Linked DNA regions of Gasterosteus aculeatus: region 2 is linked to region 1. A link is a contact called in public Hi-C data. All regions are on one chromosome and are shown on one strand. Each heading gives the region's core, a stretch centred on a gene start, on an enhancer-like site or on the middle of the called end of the contact. The rest is flanking DNA. Distances are from core to core; before and after follow the strand shown.

Region 1 (3,979 bases), core at 469-2,968:
TGCCAGTCTTTAAATCTCTCTTGACCTGGAGTGAACGGAGGGCAGGCAAGCTTAATTACAACTTGTAAATGAATGCGAATAACAAGGGTCACATTACACTCCGGGGCAAACAAAAAGATATTCAGATCAAGACCAGATGTCATCACCTGCACCATGATGACCTCCCCGAAGGTGGTGAAATAATCCTTCAGGTCTTGTTCCGACGTTTTCCACGGCAGCCCGAGGACGATGAGATCCGACGTCTTCTGAAAGCCTCTTTTCACTTTCACAGCCGAGGCCGCATCAATTTCTTCCATCTTTCTTTTGTTATCTGGGGAGAATGGACGGGAAGGCGCGAGTCACATTAGGAAAAATGGTGTAATAAATGAGATGGAAATACAAACCCTGTGGTCTCTTTGCGGTCTGGTTGTGGCAGCAACACAACAACCAAGTAAGACAGCACCTCAACATTTGATCCGTATCTGGCTGCAGACCACCTTACTCCAAACCCATGCAACTCACTGAGGGTCTGCTTTAACAGCCCTGACTGGTCTATGGAAACTGGCTGCGGGGATCTTCTCCCATTTAGGGAGCATTGCAGAAGTGATGTTGCATATGTTGGAATATCTAAGAACTGCACCCTGTTGTGCATGGGGGCAGATGTAATGTTCCATCAGGAAAGGAAACTTTTCCCCGAAGATTGAAGCTTGATTTCTTCAACAACAACAAAAACTGAAAAAAGGAGCAGTAACATCGATCTTCACTCGAAATAATGGACAAGAGGGAAACCGGCTAAAACGAGTGCGGCCTAAACACAACAAACCCTACGCCAACATCTCACCTTTAGGGTAATTGACGACATAGACCAGGTTTCCCCAGTCGTTCTCGGGGGCATGAAGGACCCCCTCCACCAGCCGGACCCCCCTCATGCACTGGGACTCCGGGTTCCGGTACCGCAGCCCGCACGCGCCTGGAAACTGTGCGGCTACAGATGACAGCAATATAGTACCGTCATCCTCGGAAGGAATCTCCATGGGCTCTTCGCTTTCATCCTCAGCCACACGAATGTACAACTCCGACATGGTCTCTAAAAGGTCGATCGCCGGTCCAAGTGGAAGCAGCCGATGGAGTTAAAAGTTAAAGACCGGAATGGTGCACGCGAGTTTTTGTAGAGTCGATCGTCGATGAAGTTTAACGTTACTTTAGTCAACCGGGGGACGAGACTGAACTATATCGGTAGTCAAAGGCACGCACGAACTATGTGGACCACAAACGCTCACTCAATAACCCTTCAACATTCACTAGCGTTCTTCTCCGTTTGTTAGCACGCGTAAACACGTTAGTCGGCTAGCTAGCTAACAAGCTAGCGAACGGCTTGAAAAATGAATGACCATTCAGTTTCACGCACTGTTCACCGCTAACGAACACGCGGGCTCTGTTTTTGTCTGCGGGTCTGTAGCTAAAAAGTGCACGCTTACATCAACATCGACAAACTATCTCGTTCGTTCAGATTTACGCACAAAATCGCAAAGAACACATTTATTGCAGCAGTACGCGCGCGGCTAACCTCTGTAACCTCAAGCTAGCTAACAAAATGGCTGCGCACTTTGTAGAGATGACATCATCCAGATGGAAGAGTACACTTTTGAGTTTTTGTGGGGTTGTTTTACATGTCAAACTATAAACATTGAGTAAATTATTTGAATCCAGGTCATTTGTCCCGGCCTAACTATTTGCACACATAATTTTGACGTTATTTGTTTGACTCCGTTGATCTTGTCGTGTTATATAACTTTCAATGAGAAAGGTTTAAGAACCAAGGCATACCCTTTGAAGTCGTATATATAGATTTGCCCAGAGTCTAAACAAAAGGTGCGCACCATGCGCACTGGGAAATTATATCAAAAGCAATCGCATGCAATACCATATCACCGTGAGGATTGGGAGATTGTTTTTCAACCGAAGTATAAGAGTTTAATCCATATTCAGGGATACTAGGTTTACATTATTTACATTTATATTATTCTGTGTAGCCAAACATAACCAGAGGATTACAGCAGCAAAGGTTAGAGTGCAACATTGTTGAACATCCTCAAACCCACAGATTCATAGATTTTGTAAGATGTCAGGATGAATGGTACCAAGTCTAAAATAGTGTAAGATATATAGAATATTTGTATTTGATGGAATGGTCCATTAACAAGAAACATATGTGACAGTTTGGTTTTAACATTTCCCCTTATTTTAAACACGTTCTTTCAATAAATAGATGAATGGACATGTGGCCTACGATTATTTACTTTATCCATAATAGATGACCACTAAAAAAGAGGTGTTTCAACTGCCTCAAATCCCACTGTTCACACATCCGGGGCACAATGATCATTTCAACTTGAAAGTGTCAAAGCAAACACACCTGTGTTTATTCCCACTTCCCCTGAATGAAGTCACATCCCTGAGTGACATCAGTCCACTTACCTACAAATAGGCTCAAGGGTCAGACTGCCCACATACGTCAGTGGAAGGGACATGGATCAGATCAGATTGGGCATTCCACTTAGAATCATGTAAGTAGCATAATGTTGTACAAACATGAACTGCACTATTTTCAAGATTAACGTCTAATTTTCCCTCTTTCTAGTGTTTTACAATGTTTTGTCATGGGGAGCGCACTTTCCATTCAGTCAACAGAATGGAATCGTACGGCAAGATTGACAGGTGAATCATTTTAAATGTTGTTTTGACATCTCTGGACATGTTGTTGTTATTTTCTGAAATATTTTCTGTCTTTACTTTCAGAAGGAGATGTGGAATGCTTTTCTGAATACATGGAGATGTGGATACACAGTGGAAGGATTGGAGGATTGGGACTCTGGCTGTCTGCAGCCTTAAAGATCCAAGGTAATTCTTTCAATATATTTAAAAAAAATATTGACATAGATATGAGATAAACTCCCTTTAACTCACGTTCTCTTTGGATAAGTACACCTTGCTTCCTTGGACCACCTGAACCTCCAGCTGTCTGCCTGTGGATTCTCACTGCACAAATACCCTGACAACAACTTTATTTTTAGAGTCAGTTACACTGGATGTTTTGTCCAACAGCTGGTACGTACGACGCATTTAGAATTGTCTAATGCATATTCACAAACTCGGACGATTGCCCGCGATGGGCCTAGTGCTGATAATTCTCTGGCTGCATATTGATCTTTCAGAACAACCATCATGTTCTGAAACTGAATTTGGTGAAGAGGATAAACCGATTCAGGGAAAGACCTTATAGTTTCACGATGAAGTGTCCCGTGGCTCCTGTACTGCCAAGCAGAGAGCAGATCCAGTGTGACCCAGAGTGCATTCAGGTACTTGTTGATTTCACTCGGTCATCCGTTACTTACCAATGTGTTCGTTTGAAGAATCTTATTCGCTTTGTGTGTGTGTGTGTGTGTGTCTGTAGGTGACCAGACAAGTTCCCCATGACAACTGGGACAACAAGGTAGTAATTCACACTAATCCCAGTGAACTCAGCCCTTAGTAATACGATTGAATTATGCATGTAAACACCTACTTGTGTACTTGCATGTGTGGTTTTTGCATCACAGTTGCGTTGGTCGCTGTCGCTGAGCGATCACCTCGTTGTTGCTCTGGAGGATGCGAGTCTGATCCAGATGAACGTTGACATGAGCGGACCAGACATTACAGTTCAAGGCAGGAGAAGGGAGGTCTTGAGCCCCGTGGAAGTAAGAGAATGTGCACAGCATCCTGCCACCTAGTGACCAATGGCAGCATTACAACTAAATCTCACTGCATTACTTTAATGTTGAACGCAGGTATTGGGAAATGAAGGGGAATTCCTGGCCTTGAAGCTGGTTAGTGGCCAGTATGCTTATAGCATGGAAGCCACTTGTCCAAAAGGTGGGTAGCAACATAGAATCAGACTCAGAAGTTATTCTTTTTTCCACACCACAAACTGTAACATATTCACTACTAAGTAGTTTACTTA
Region 2 (3,825 bases), core at 220-2,719, 250 kb after region 1:
TTACCAGTTGTTCTCGGGGAGGAGCGGTCGCCTCAGTTCCAGCTGGAAGGCCCGGCTGGGAAAATAAACAAACACTAGTATAAGACTGCCATCTATTGGAGGACACCAATGTAATACACCAATGTGTAGAAAGCAGCAGTGGTCTTAGGTCACAAAGGAAATTCACTCAATACATAACAGTCAAAAATGAAATGATGATGTTATTATCGGTTAAGGCAAAGATCCCAAACGGTGCTTTAAATGTACCAAACTTTCAGAGCTGCAACAGAAAAGTAATTTACACACTACTACTGTATCAATAATTATAATAACACAATATATATCATTCTTAAATGGGCCTTTCGGAAAAATGAGTACTTAAAATGTAATGCAAATATTTTTCTACTTTTGCTTATTACTATTAGTAAAATGGTGTAAGTACGGGTACAGAATGTAGGAGGTGGTGTAGGAAGTTCCACGGCATTGATACTACTACTTAGAGAAAACTCAAGGTACTTCTTCCACCACTGGATAGCAGTGACATCTGCGGCGAGCCGTTCAGTGCATCAATCTGTCACATTAATGCTGCATTACAGGGTGCAGATCCTTTACCTGTGCTCATGCACCAATTATTCAGCATGCATGACAATCATGAATTAAGTTAAGTTCCTTACTGAAGTCCCTCCTGCTTCATCGGTCACTGGGTTAAGACAACATAAAATCTACCTTTAAAAATGATGCTTTACAAACAAGCACATTTAATTCTGCCTAACTATTGCACATTGTTTCTAATCTATTTTCTGGGAATGAATAAATCACGAATGTGAAAAAAAGTTTAGAACAAGCCTTTTCCAAAATGATCAATGCTTGTCAATATAAACCAAAGTGAAGGCTGAGAGCAGAGTCCAATCTACCGGCCTGACGGTGACCTTTACGCAGCATGTCATTAGCTGCCAATAGTCCGACTGAGAGAAGACTTGTTGGTTGATTGGAAGGACGTGCGTTTGGTCACGGTTTAAGAGCTGGCCCAGGCAGAGGTCTAGCAAGCCACACAACTTGGCACCGTGCGATGCGGCCCAAGAAGGACAGCTCGTCCCCTCGTGTCGACTTGGCAGCGCAAACAAGTCTGACAGGCAACTTCTGAAGCGTTGCGGGAGCTAGCCGGCGTGCTAACTAGCGAGCGATGCTAACTTTAGCTAACAGAGGCGTTAAAAGCGCAACGATACAAAAAGTGGAGGTATTGAAGGGTCACGACGTTTAAACGCAGTGTGGGTGTCCACTGTCGTGTCTGGACACCGAGAGGTAAACGCTTTAGTTGCATAATTGTAGACCTGTGTAGGAGGATCAGGTTGCTCGGTGGATGCCATCTTTCCCCTCGATTGCTCACAGGACGAGCTGATCGACTGAGCCACGTTCGATTGCTTTTCCTAAAGGCTGTCAATGATCCATTTTCCTTACAAAACCACAGTAACTCCATTCAATAAACAGCAAAGTTCATTTGAAAGCTCAAACTAAATTTATTAGAAGCTCCTTTTGTTTCCAATCCAGAAATCTATCACATGAATTGCTTGTAATAATAATTATTATTATCAAGTAACAAGACTCCAAATTCATCTTTTTTGGCCAATTACATGAAATAGAATAATAACACAAAAAGAAAAGACACAATTCTTTTCTTTATAACAGAACACAGGGACCATCTACAAAATTACTTATTGTTTGTTGCTTTTGTGGTGCATTTTCTTACTAAAATTCATTTAAACGACGAAAGAAAAGACAGTGATCACAAGTCCATCAGGGCTCCTCGAAGTCTGGTGTCCCTTGGATTTCGGGGCCGTTGCAGTTGCCCACTGTGTCCGTTTGCTAATCGGGCCTCGCAGTCTGACTGCCCCAAGAGAATCCTGTCATCAAGGAGACATCCCTAAAAGCTGTAATATGAATGGAACATTAATCTTCATAATCTGCACCAAGAGGCACATTAAAATAAGTTAGATTAGCTACTGTGCCCATTATGTCTTGTGGAAAGACAATGCTGTCTATATATTTCCCGAGAGAAGTCGACACACACACACACACATTTCAAGACTACATTGAAGACAGACGCTGTGACAAAAAATGACTTCCTATTCATCATATTGTGCATTAAATGTACTGTCTGAGTTTTTTATATTGCTTTTAATCTCTTTGTGGTAAAACTCATATTGGAATTACCTCAAAGCCACAAAGACTATGTGGAGCTTTGATAAAAAATATCCAATAATACAGGTTATCCAGCTGCAGTTCCGAGTGACAGAGCGGAGATATGCAAACATTGTAGGTGTGTAGACCGTTGAGTTGATGCTATCTGTATGTGTTGAAGAAATCTAACAAAACAAAATTCTAGTGAATAAGTCTATTTTCATAATCAGGTGGGTCCAGGCAATTGCCATTATCTGGGCTTAATATTAATAATGTTGGCAACACATCCAAGTAATAAAACAAGGCACTCAGGTCGTGTTCCTGTACATTCACATATATAAACAGGCCTTTACATTCAATACAAACTAAGATGCATACCGTGAGAGATGGGGAAGGAGATAGAAAAGAGGAAGTACGGTAGGACAATGGCCTAATTTGATGGTACACTCTCCAGTCTCTGTGGAAACATGTATCCTATTATGCTTATTAGTTGCCGGATATATTCAGAGAGGATGGACACGAGGTAACCGAACGGAAAGCGTAGACGGGAATCAAATAAAAGGAAGCTGACAAGCCAAGACTGTACATGGCCAGTAACGCCAACAGGTGGCAGTACGGCGAGATTCCATTAAAACCCAATGAAGAAGAAGAATACACAAAATCAAAAGACGAAGAAGAAGAAGAAGCTTCCGCGTTCGAGCGTCTCGACGGTATCTGACAGTTCGAAGTTGAGAGAAAATAAAAAATACTTTTCTCCACATCAGGCCAAGAATGACGGACAGGAAACCGTGTAAGGTGTGTAACTTCACACGACAAAAGTCCTACGGAGTGGTGGTGCCCTCCTTAGATGAGCTGAAGCTGAAAGGTAAGTTGTGTTATGACGACTTGAATTAACGTTAAGTTAATTGAGTGTAATTGTATGGTTTTCCTTTTGAAAATAAACCGTTCTGAACGAGCTATACCGCATGTATAAAGTATACGATACATATATAAAATCATTTTGGTGCATTTAGTGATCATCTTTGGCGGTTTCGTCCGTGTTTTTATTAAAAGGCATTAATAAGCATGTTGTCTACTGCGAAACGCAAACGTCATGATGAGTGACCATCTTCATCTCTGTGTGTCCGCCGCCTTCGACCCTGCACGTCGGCTTTCAAACTCAACAGTTTAATCTTATCTGCGGTGATCACGGAACAGCCGAGCAGACATTTCCATCGTGTCCAAACTCGCAGGAGCTTAACGCGCAGAGTCGGGACAGATCTCCCTCGATACCGGGCGTGCGCGTCAGCACAGCCCCGCAGGCGGTGGCACGATCCCGGCACGCTTCAATGTCTCCATGTGACCACGCTTCAATGTCTCCATATGACCACGCTTCAATGGCTCCATATGACCACGCTTCAATGGTCTTGAAGCTACTAGAGGCAAATCCACCAGACACAATCTAGTTTTTCTCCCATCAAAACGGGATACAGATACTTCAGCGAGGCACACCCGAGGGATGGTTGGCACAAGAGATCCTCTTGCAACGCTTGAGTTGTTTACTGATCTCTTTGGTATTTGCAGTAAGGAGCGGTTGGTGTGAGGGTTGTAACCGCCGGAATATTTCGCTTGTCCCGTGTGACGCTCGTGATGAAGGGAAAGTTCACCCGAGATCTGTAAAATCTGTAA

The links. A called contact is a pair of places that touch in the nucleus more often than the background predicts.
Region 2: a Hi-C map of skeletal muscle shows a contact between it and region 1, with 5 times the contacts expected there. The contact joins the promoter of pex14 here to the promoter of tardbpa in region 1. A contact is called at or near these places in 3 of 6 Hi-C or Micro-C datasets (skeletal muscle and tail fin).

The regions. Positions count from the first base shown.
Region 1 is chr2:12,588,116-12,592,094 of fGasAcu3.hap1.1, forward strand. It overlaps tardbpa (TAR DNA binding protein a), which reads right to left and starts at 1,719. Exons shown (of 7, transcript XR_005713717.2): 1 at 821-1,719; 2 at 147-310; 3 at 1-25. ciroz (ciliated left-right organizer protein containing ZP-N domains) reads left to right here and starts at 913. Exons shown (of 11, transcript XM_040194292.2): 1 at 913-2,546; 2 at 2,621-2,697; 3 at 2,779-2,880; 4 at 2,963-3,087; 5 at 3,195-3,338; 6 at 3,434-3,472; 7 at 3,579-3,716; 8 at 3,807-3,891. The coding sequence starts at 2,509.
Region 2 is chr2:12,834,848-12,838,672 of fGasAcu3.hap1.1, forward strand. pex14 (peroxisomal biogenesis factor 14) reads right to left here and starts at 1,470. Exons shown (of 10, transcript XR_005713669.2): 1 at 1,311-1,470; 2 at 5-55. It overlaps dffa (DNA fragmentation factor, alpha polypeptide), which reads left to right and starts at 2,750. Exons shown (of 6, transcript XM_040193473.2): 1 at 2,750-3,022. The coding sequence starts at 2,929.